Regions from separate parts of the Rattus norvegicus genome. Here region 2 is linked to region 1. A link is a contact called in public Hi-C data. All regions are on one chromosome and are shown on one strand. Each heading gives the region's core, a stretch centred on a gene start, on an enhancer-like site or on the middle of the called end of the contact. The rest is flanking DNA. Distances are from core to core; before and after follow the strand shown. Region 1 holds the start of Reep3 (receptor accessory protein 3). Region 2 has its middle 240 kb from the start of Reep3.

Region 1 (5,092 bases), core at 1,089-3,588:
AAAGGCTCACGCTGAGGAAACCGTCTGATCTTGTTTAGGCCCGGCTGGATGTTTCAGTAGGCCAGGAAGGAGATACATAAATAAATTTTATTTCAGTGGGAAGCGTGTGCCTAGGTCTGTGTAGCTATTAGGACAGCTTTCATGTTTAGAGACAACTCAAGCACAGACAGACAGAAACACACAGATGTTCCCTGACAAATGTGCCGGGCCCGAAGCTCATGACATACATCTCTTGACTCTTGACTAATACATGTTTTAATGACCTTTTTAAAAGTCCCATTTGTAGGCTTCCCCTTCACCCCAGACCTTAAATTCCACAGGATGGCCCAGCAGGAGTGCACCCTTTCCTCAGTGCTGGACTCAGTGTCTCTGGGATTACAAACTCTTCATAAAACCAAGGCAGCTCTTTCTCTTCCTGCTCGTCTGGCTTTCAGCCTGTGACCAACCCCGGGCTCCAATTTACACCAGTCCACCTATCGGGCATTTTTCCTTCTTCCTCCTTGGCAGTCTAGATTGGGTTTATTCTTCAAGGTCTATTTTGAATGTAATCTCTTTTGCCTTCTTTGATGACTCTCCAACCACAGATAATTTCTTCCTTGTCTAACACCAGGTATTACACTAGGTATAACCCTCATAAGACCTGACATTCTGACCTGTACAGTAGATATCTGGGAATGTGGAATGTCTGTCCCATTAAGGTCTCCTACGTGGTACTGACCTTTGCATGGGAGGCTGCACTAGAAACATATTTCCTTTCAACAATAGGAAATAAAATTCTTATGAATGCGAACTCACTCAAGCTGTCCCATAATTTTCCATCATTGCAAATGGTCAAAGAGATCAAAGGACAAAACCAGCTTTTTAGTGGGGGCATTTAGTTTGAGGGGCTACGCAAAAATAGTTGAGGGACTTCTGGTTGGCTAAGAAAGTATGCCTGGATTATGTGGAAACGAGAAGATTGCCCCGGAAAAGGCTAAACATAATTTGAAGGCACCTGTGGTATAACTTTATTTGTTTGTGGTTTTAAGATGAACACAAGAAGTTAGGAGGCTTCAAAGGACATTTTATGAAAGGTCGAGTTTTGAATGCATTGCAAATTAGGTAACCTAGTTCACTTCCAAATGAAATAAAAGTAAGTTAGAAAATTTAGCTCCTTCTCCATAGTGAAATAATAATGATAATAATAATAATACTACCCAAGTAATGTAACTTTCTCCCTACAAATTATAAGCTAATCAGCGAGGCCTGTTAACCTCATATAAACATTTCATTAAGGTACTCAGATGACATTACTGCTACATGAATAATGAATCCCCGTCCCCAGGCTCCACCTAATTTACTGGCCTTTATTTGGTGGCTTTGCTTTAGAGCACACAGGGTAAGGTGGAAGATGGGAAGAGAACCGGTTTAACTTGTATCCAAATACCTTTGCAGATTATAAACAACTCAACTTTTTCCCCCTCTTCGCATCCGCAGCTCTCGTTTGTATCACAATCAATGAATAGATGAGATGACCCGAACAAAAGGGACTAGCACCTGCGCCTTCCGCGTCGCAAACATTTCTTCCCACACAGGGCCCTCCTGGTCAGGGTTTGGCCGACCTTTCTAGAGCAAGCTCCTTCGCGGGTCACCTCGGGACCCCTGAGCACGACTCTGCAGCCTGGGCTCTGACACGGATCTCTCCTCCTCCTCCTCCTACACGTGACCAAGCGGCGTGCGCCGCGGACAGACACCGCAACGCGGTAGACCTGGTGACAAAGGCTCGGGCGCATCCGGAGCCCCGCCGGCCTCCCGCGCTCAGCGTCGGCGGAGCCTGCGCAGGGCGGTGCCGCGCAGCGCGGGCCGCGGGAGCGGGAGCGGGAGCCGCAGCCGGGAGCGCGCCGCGGAGCCGAGCAGAGCCCGCCGCGCGCAGCGCCGGGCAGCGGAGGAGCCGAGGAGCCGAGGAGAGCAGCCGAGGAGCGGAGGGGAGGCCGAGGAGAAGCGGAGCAGAGCCCGCCGCGCGTCGGGGAGCGGCTCCACGGAGCAGAGCCCGCCATCCGCCCGCCAGGCAGTCTGCCCGCCCGCGCTCTGCTGTTCCCAACACCGCCGCCCCGGAGCCCCGCAGCGACTCGGACACGGGTGAGCAGGCCGCGGCCCGTGAGCTCGGCCCCGGCAACCGGGCCCCGAGCGCCTTCCCCGCCCGTACTTACACCACGGCTCGGGAGATCATCCAGGACACCATCTTTTCGGCCGCTGGGCCGCTGACCGCAGGCCGCGCGCTCCTAGCTCGCGCTCCCCGGGGCCGCGCTGGCGCCCTCGGGAGCCGGCCCGGTGTGTGCGCGCGGTGCCCGGAGCCGCCCGGAGCCCGGTCCCCCGCCCGTCCGCCCCCGCCCGCGGCCCCGCCGGCCCTGCCGGCCCCGCCCCTGCGCTCCGCTGATAGGCGGCGGCTACGGGACCCCGGCGGGCGCTGCGCTCCACCGACCTGCGCGGTCACCTCGCTTCCCCGGGCCGGGGGACGCCGGGCGGGCGGTGAGAGCGCGTGGGAGCCGAGGCCGGGGTTGGGGGAGCCGGGATTGGGAAGTGTCTGGCTAGGTGCGGCTCCGGTGCACACCGAGGCTGGGTAGTCAGGGCCTACCACAGGCCCGGGTTGGCACCGCGAGGCTCGTGGTGCAATGCAGGGGCCAAGGGAGAGCGTCGGGGGTCACGTTTGGAGTGATGGGTTTGCAGGGATGGCGAGGCTGCTCTGGGCTCCCTGGGGTACCTTTTCCATCAGCATCAGCCAACTCCTGAATTGCCTGCCACAGCCTAAAACGTGGACCCAGGATTTCCGACCCGTGCTGTTGTTTACAAGTGTCCTTAATTTTTCTGTCCTCTCTCTGTGTGTGTGTGTGTGTGTGTGTGTGTGTGTGTGTGTGTGGTGTTACCTCTTCCACTGTCCAAAAATTTAAATTTTGGCGTGAGAAGTGCTGGATTGGGAGAATGACCTTTAAGTTACTGTAGGTGTTTCTCCCCTTGGTCCCCTGGTGGAAGCAATAGTAAAAGTTCTCTAAGCTAGGAAGAATAATGTCTGTAATGCGGGGCTTGGAGCCTTTAATTAAAGTACTAGAAAATATGATGGCTCATTCTGGGACATACTGTAATTTAATCTTTTTGTTCCCCAGTTTCCCCATAATAAAAAGAGGCTAATAATACTCTAGCTTACCTCCTGCTTTTCAAGGATGATGTAAGGTATTGCTAATTAATGTGTTTAGGAAGGACTCGGATTTGCCTGGGATGGTATCAAGGGACCAGAATAGGTTACTGTGAGTTCCTTTTAGTCCAGGAGGCCTATACATTAAGAATTTTGGTCATTAGAGAACGCAGCAGGCGAGGCATGGGGGTGATCTCTTGTGATCCCAGCACTTTGGAGGCCGAGGCCTGCCGGATTTCCTTCCACAGAACCAGGAAGAAGCTCGAGCTGCCTTCTGCTCTTTGATTCCTTTTGCTTATTCGAAATAAGAACGCGTTTATTTCATGGGCTGGAGCGATAGTTTGAGGTATTTAGTTTGACCATTATTCAGCGTTATTGGGAAGTTATGTTTACCGTCTAAGCACTTTTTTTTTCTGGCACATGCCTTCCATGTCCTTCCATGGGCAGAGGTCCTATAATGTCTTTATTTTACAGCCCTTCCGTTCTCACCCTTCATATACCTTCCCCTTCTTTCTTTCCTGAACCAAGCTGTAAAATCATGCCTTTGACGGAAGTTCATCTTTTTTTTTATTCCACATTCTCTACCTTTCTGACCCCTTAATTCCCCCTCCCCCAACAATTATATACATTTTCGCGCCCCCCCCCCCAAATTATTTTTTAAGTTTCTGGACTCCTCTCACTCTCCGGCATTTAGTGTCTTCTCCTTCTTTTGCCGTGATGGTTCTTGTTATTGTTTGCAGGACACGGCCCCCTTGTTCCTATTTCGAAAAGCCTTGGGTTGTAAACCACCTACCCTGTGTTGCTACAGTGTTGTTGAGTCATCCTGCCGCCCCAGACAGCCCAGGAGTGTTGATTCTCTTTGGTACCATGGAAACGGAGGTTTAGAGAACTTAACTCTTTAGCCAGTGATCGCATAGTTCATGGGTAATAGAGCTGAACTCCAGTACCGTGACTAAGACCAGAGTTGGGTGGGAGGTAGTTGGTCCAGGGGGATTGCTCTCTAGGGGAAAATTAGCAAGCTTTTCTCTTTTCTTAGTGGTTGTGATTGGCATTAACCACTAGCAGGTGTTGATGGGTTTGGGGATGCTGTGCACTCTGCTGTGTGTGGGACATCCTGAACAAAGACTCGTCCTGTGTTCTTCCTGGCTTAGGAGTAGCGTGCTTGGCATTCCTGTAATATTTGTAATTATCTGAGCCTGAATTTCCACTTTATAAAGTCAGAGTTTTAACCAAGACTGGAGTTTCTTGTCTGTTTCTGCACACCCCTGTTGTGTAAATTAAGGGAAGGTTGTGCTCACAACTTGAGTGGAAATTGCTGACAGTTTTGCCACGTCCAGTCATTCCCAGGTTTGCAATGCAGTCACGTCCCGTTACTAATCATTTTGTTCCCATCATTCATATGTTGGCAGGCCTTTTTATAACTTTTTTTTTTCATTCTCCTTTCCACTTACCGTTTTATCATTTAGATGATTTGTTTGAAGCTGCCTGTCCCAGGAGTTATTTATTTCATTTCAGAGCGGCAGTGTGTTACTGAAGGACCAGGTGGAAGTTGATATGGCTGAGATCTATTGACCTAAATAAGAGTCAGTCCATCCAAGGAGGAGCCTCTTGTGGGAAAGCGCCCAGCTTTTAGAGGTGGCTGCTTGCTGGTGGTTGCTGGACCTCAGATACTTGAGATCTGCTAATTGATGGCCATTAGATACATGCTTTAGTCCTATGTGAGAAAAGGGAATATGGTGTCTTCTGCCCAGCTGTGTGTGCGTGCGGGTGCACATGTGCACGAACCTCTCCCACGAACCTGTGCTGCTTGCACCAAATGAAATGAAGGCCAGAGGGTGTCAGGCATCCTATCTTGTTGCTCTCTGCTTTATTCCTTTGAGGTAGGGTTACTGTGACCTTGGAGAATTCATGTTTTCAACTAGG
Region 2 (5,092 bases), core at 1,519-4,018, 240 kb before region 1:
TTTCATATGTGTGTATGTGTTTGTATAAGGGACTGCCCCATGTGTACAGTGGCCTCTGAAGAGGCCAGACGAGGGCTTCAGATCCGCTGGAGCCTGAGTTACTGACTCTTATGAGGTGTTGAGTGTGAGTGCTGGGAACTGCGCTTGGTTCCTCTGAAGGGACAGCAAAGCATTTTTCACTGCTTAATCATCTCCCCAGCCCCATTTGGATTCGATTGTTTGCTTCTTGATTTCACTGTAGCGAAAGTTTTAATTTTGCAATAAAAAAAATGAAAGAAGAAGAAAAACATAATTCTGAAGTAGGATCTGCTGCTGTATTCATTTTTATGGAACATGCCTTATGGTCATTTGCATTCTGAGGTGAAAGCATGTGGTATGTGATCTTTCTTTACTTAATGTATTTTATTATGCAGAAAAATGAAATTCAAATAAGAAACCACATTCCTTGGAAATGGGAAAAATGATGGAGACCATGACATCTGATATCCGTTCTATGTGGGAATGTGTGTGGCTGTGTGTGTTCGACTGCCTGTGTGCTTGTGCATGTGTGTGTGCATGTTTTCACATGTGCATGCACACATGTGTTTCATGGCTTGCATGTGGGTGCGTGCATGTGTGCACATGAGTTCATGTGAGTGTATGTGTGTATGTATGTATGTGAGTTCCAGAGTGTGTACATGTGTGTGCACGTGTTCACATGTGCATGCACACATGTGTTTCAGAGCCTGCTTGTGCATGCATGTACGTGTATGCATATGCATGTGTGTGCACCAGTGCATGTGAGTGTATGTGTATATGTGCATGTGTGTGCTCATGGTAGGGTGTTTGTACGTGTGTATAGATGTTCATATAGAGTCCAGAGGACAACCTCCAACGTCACTCACTCATCAGGAGCCATGTTTGTGTTTTACACAGGGTTTCTTACTAGCCTAAAGCTCATCTGGTGTTTTGCTATCCCCACTGACATTACAAGCATCCATCATGAGATTCCCAGGAAAATACCAATCTCGGGGGGGGGGTGTATTGCTTCTAGAGGTCAAACTCAGGTCACCATGCTTGCTGCCTAAGCCACTTCCCCAGCGCCTGATACTCACCCCTGATGGTAACAGTCCCCTTAGTTCAAATGGCACAGAGCGGGACAAAGAATCAAGCAATTCCCACTTCTGACTGTAAAAGCGACAGCAATAAACAGGTCCTAGCCAGGTTTGTTTAAATTAGGGGCTGGAGGTAAGCAATACTAGTCAAGGCATGGTCCAGGACACTGTCAGCTCAGATCCAGTCTCTCCCGAGAAGTGGTCTGATGAGCTCTCAAACCGAGTTAAATCTTGGGGCTGCAGAGATAGCTCAGAGGTTATAAGCACTGGCTGCTCTTCCAGAGGTTCCTGGTTCAATTCCCAGCAACCACATGGCAGCTCACAATTGTCTATTACTCCAGATCCAGGGGATCTGATACACTCAAACACAAATGCAATCAAAGCACATGAAAAATTAAAAAAAAAAAAAAGAAATCATCATCAAAAGGAAATTTTTAAAAAACTGTGTTAAATCTCTTTCAGGAAGACAAACCCTCCTCTGAGAGGCACAGGGCTGGCAGCCCCTCTTACCTTTTCACAGATGAGACTTCTGGGGAAATTCCAGTTTCTTGGAGAGCATTGATTCAATAATCTGGTAGCCAAAAGGGGGGGGGGGGGCGCTCCCAAGTGTTTCTTCAGATTGCCTTCGTTTCTGCCAGGACAGGCGCAAAAGGAGAATGGGTGTCCACACACCAACTCGTGACCTACTCAAACGGTGTGGAGAAAAATGGAGAAACCACTTCCTCCCGGCTCCCCTACACCGATAATGATGTCTTAGTCATTGTCATGTGCGTCTACAGGCTAACATCTGAGGACCGGCTAGGAGGAGGCTGTGAAATAAATTTTAACATATTTGGGTTTTTTTTTTTTAGTCTATTTTAAAATTTGCACCAAGCACCTTAAACAAACGAACAAAAAATCTTGAAAGCAGTAAGAGAGGTCATTTATTCAAGGAGACAGAGCAGTTAATTAAATAAAATAATAAAAAAAAACAGCTTTGCTGGGTGTGCATTTTAATTTGTCCTCATTGCGTTGTTATCAATTACCAAGCAAACCCATATACGGGAAATCGTCGTCTTGGGGAAGTTTTTTTTGTTTGTTTTTTGGTTTGGGGTTTTGGTTTGTTTGTTTGTTTGGGGGGCTTTTTTTGCAAGTTGAGTAGCTTGTTAGTGGAAATCTTTTCTTTTCCAGCCTCTGGCTGACTGAACAGCGTGTCAAATGAAAGAAAGTTTTTTTGGTACTTAGTTTGGGCAATGCTGAAAATCACCAAACGCAGTTGAAAATAATAATCAAGTCTGCCAGTAGGGGGCGCGCGAACCAAATTTAGTAAACGCTTCAGAGAAGGGCGTATACGGAAGGAATGGATTAGGGAACACAGAAAAAGGAAGAGCAAAGTCAAATCTTCAGAGTGAAGCTTCTGCGGGTTCGAGAGTGCGGACCTCAGATGCTCAGACGGAAACTTCCACGGACTGTGGAAGGAACAAGACAATCCATCTAACGCCTGTGTTATCACTTCTCCCCTTATTTCTACAGCGCATTTTTGCTTTTGCTCGTTTGGTTGGTTTTGCTTTTTACACAATGCTAGGTGTCTGTCTCAAATGCCAGCTAATATTCACGTTCCTCAATTCTCCAATACACCTGAGTTTCATGATTCCTAGAACTCTGTCCCTTGACCCCGACATTGTAGTAAATAATTAACTCACATGCAATTTTACTGTTTTCTCTTTGAGACAAGGGCTCGTGTGTTGTGGGATAGCTTCCAAGAGTGGCCCTGAATTTCTAATCCTCCTGCCTTCACCTCCAAAGTGTTCAAGTGTTTGGATGACTGGCTTCACCACAACGCTTGCTTATGTGGCGCTGGGGTAGAACCCAGGGCTTTGCGCATGCTCAGCAAGCAATCTACCAACCGAGCTACAACCGCCACTCCCGCTCTCGCAGAATTTAAAAGATATCCTTTGCTACCCAAGTCACTTAAGTTTTACTGTCAGTGAAACATCATGCACTCTATTAATCAAGTACAGATTGTTTTCCCTTAAGATAGGCAAAATTCAATCTTTTTTTTTTAAGACAAGACTCCTTCCTCTGCCTACAATTTACGAATCCGTCTATTTCCAACAGAGTCCCTCAAAATTCTGCACCAGCTTTTCTCTCAATAAACAACAGGTCCTCGTCTCTTAAAATAGTATCGGGCATGAGGGATGATTCTGCTTTTGCAAATACTGTTTGCATAGCTGAGAAGACATTTTTGAAGAACCGATGCTCTTTGAAATGTGGCAATAGTTCTTCGTCTATTGTCTAGGCGGAGAGGAAAGGCCTTCGGAATGAATGGCTTGGAAAGCTCCCCCCCCCCAAAAAAAGTGTTAGCTTCAGATAGTATGTTGGAATATCCTGACTGGGTAACTTTACAAGGCTCCTCCTGACTTGGCGATGATCTTCCTTTGTAAACTGGAAGAGCAGGACCTACCTTTCTGAGTTGTTTGGGGTAGGGCGGAAGGAATAAGTCGAGTCTACATCGATAGACGCATGACTGGTGAGGTGTTGTTATTCCTCATGAATGGAAACTAACATTTATGCTTACCATGGACACAGACCAACCCCAACTCCTAACAAGGAACCTCAGCTAACATAACCCGTAGTACAGATGGTCATAGGTCTTCTCTGTGACATTCAGAGTTCAGGGCAGTGCCACGCAGCCATCCGCTCCCCGGAGGATGCAGAGAGCTGTCTAAAAAGCTGCTATCTAGGTGCAGTAAGAGATTAGGGCCAGGGAGTGTGTGCTGTAGCTGGAAACAGACAAAGACTGAAAAGAGGAAAACCAAAGATCAGAATGAGCCGACGATAAACTCAGAGACAGAAGCAGTGAGGAATCGCAGAAGTAGTAAGGAACAGAAGGTTTTGTTTTAAAGCTCGTGGATATCCAGAGAGAGCAGAGGAAACAGATCCAGGCGATCGTACACTCCAATGCATAAACATGGACACACTCATGCACACACACTCAGGGGCTTCTCTGAAAAGGTAATGATTAGAGAACAGAATCCCAGCAAAGGAATTAAAGTCAATCTGCTCTGTTGAGAATATACTTGAGGAGTTGGGGATTTAGCTCAGCGGTAGGGCGCTTGCCTAGCAAGCACAAGACCCTGGGTTCGGTCCCCAGCTCCGAAAAAAAGAAAAAAGAGAAAAAAATATGTAGAGAATATACTTGAAACTGAATGTAGTAACTAGTGGTGAACTCAGAAGGCACTTGGGAGGCAGAAGCAGGCAGATCTCTGGGTTCAAGACCAGCCTGGTCTACAAGAGTGAATTCCAGGATAGCCAGGACTTCTCAGAGAAACCTTGTCTCAAAAGAGCAAAAGCAAGCAAACAAATATACTTAAGGTCTGGAGAGATGGCTCGAGTGGTTAACAGCACTGACTGCTCTAACAGAGGACCTGAGTTCAGTTCCCAGCACCTACATTAGGCAGGTGACCCACAGTCACCTTTAACTCCAGTACCAGGTGATCTGATACCCCCTCTGGTCTCTGTCAACACTCACACATGTGGCATACATACATACAAACATACACGCATACATTCATACACACACAGACATATACATTTAAAAATAAAATCTTAAAAAAACATGTATCTGAGAGACCATCAAGTTGGTTCACGGATACAGGTGCTTGCAGCCAAGCCTGACAACATGAGTTTGATACCCTGGACCAACCTGATGAAAGAGAGAATTGACTCCTGCAAGTTGAATTCTGACCTGCAAACACAGGTCATCACTCACACACACACACACACACACACACACACACACACACACACACACAATATAATTTAAAAGTTAATAAAAACAATACACGTGATGATCTAAAAGACATAGCCAAGACTGTTTCCCCAGATACAGAGTGAAAATTCAAAAGCGAAAGTCCTGAGAGCAAAGACGAGATTTGGAGGCTCCATGCATGCACCACTAAGACCACACCTGCACGACAAGACCTGCAAAATCAGGGCCGGGCACAGGGACACTCATC

What was found. A called contact is a pair of places that touch in the nucleus more often than the background predicts.
Region 2: a contact with region 1 is called in a Hi-C map of the A7r5 cell line, with 2.1 times the contacts expected there. The contact joins the enhancer-like site here to the promoter of Reep3 in region 1. A contact is called at or near these places in 2 of 12 Hi-C or Micro-C datasets (the A7r5 cell line and Schwann cells).

The regions. Positions count from the first base shown.
Region 1 is chr20:21,489,941-21,495,032 of GRCr8, reverse strand. Reep3 (receptor accessory protein 3) reads right to left here and starts at 2,338. Exons shown (of 8, transcript NM_001106386.2): 1 at 2,190-2,338. The coding sequence starts at 2,221. It also overlaps a transcript of Jmjd1c not described here.
Region 2 is chr20:21,727,742-21,732,833 of GRCr8, reverse strand. No RefSeq gene overlaps it. Among named protein-coding and RNA genes, the nearest start is that of Reep3, 240 kb to the right of the region's middle. Within about 2 kb of position 2,768, at least 9 of the 93 cell types and tissues checked have an H3K27ac peak or open chromatin away from gene starts, as enhancers often do. A contact at or near this core is called in the A7r5 cell line, where this site is marked.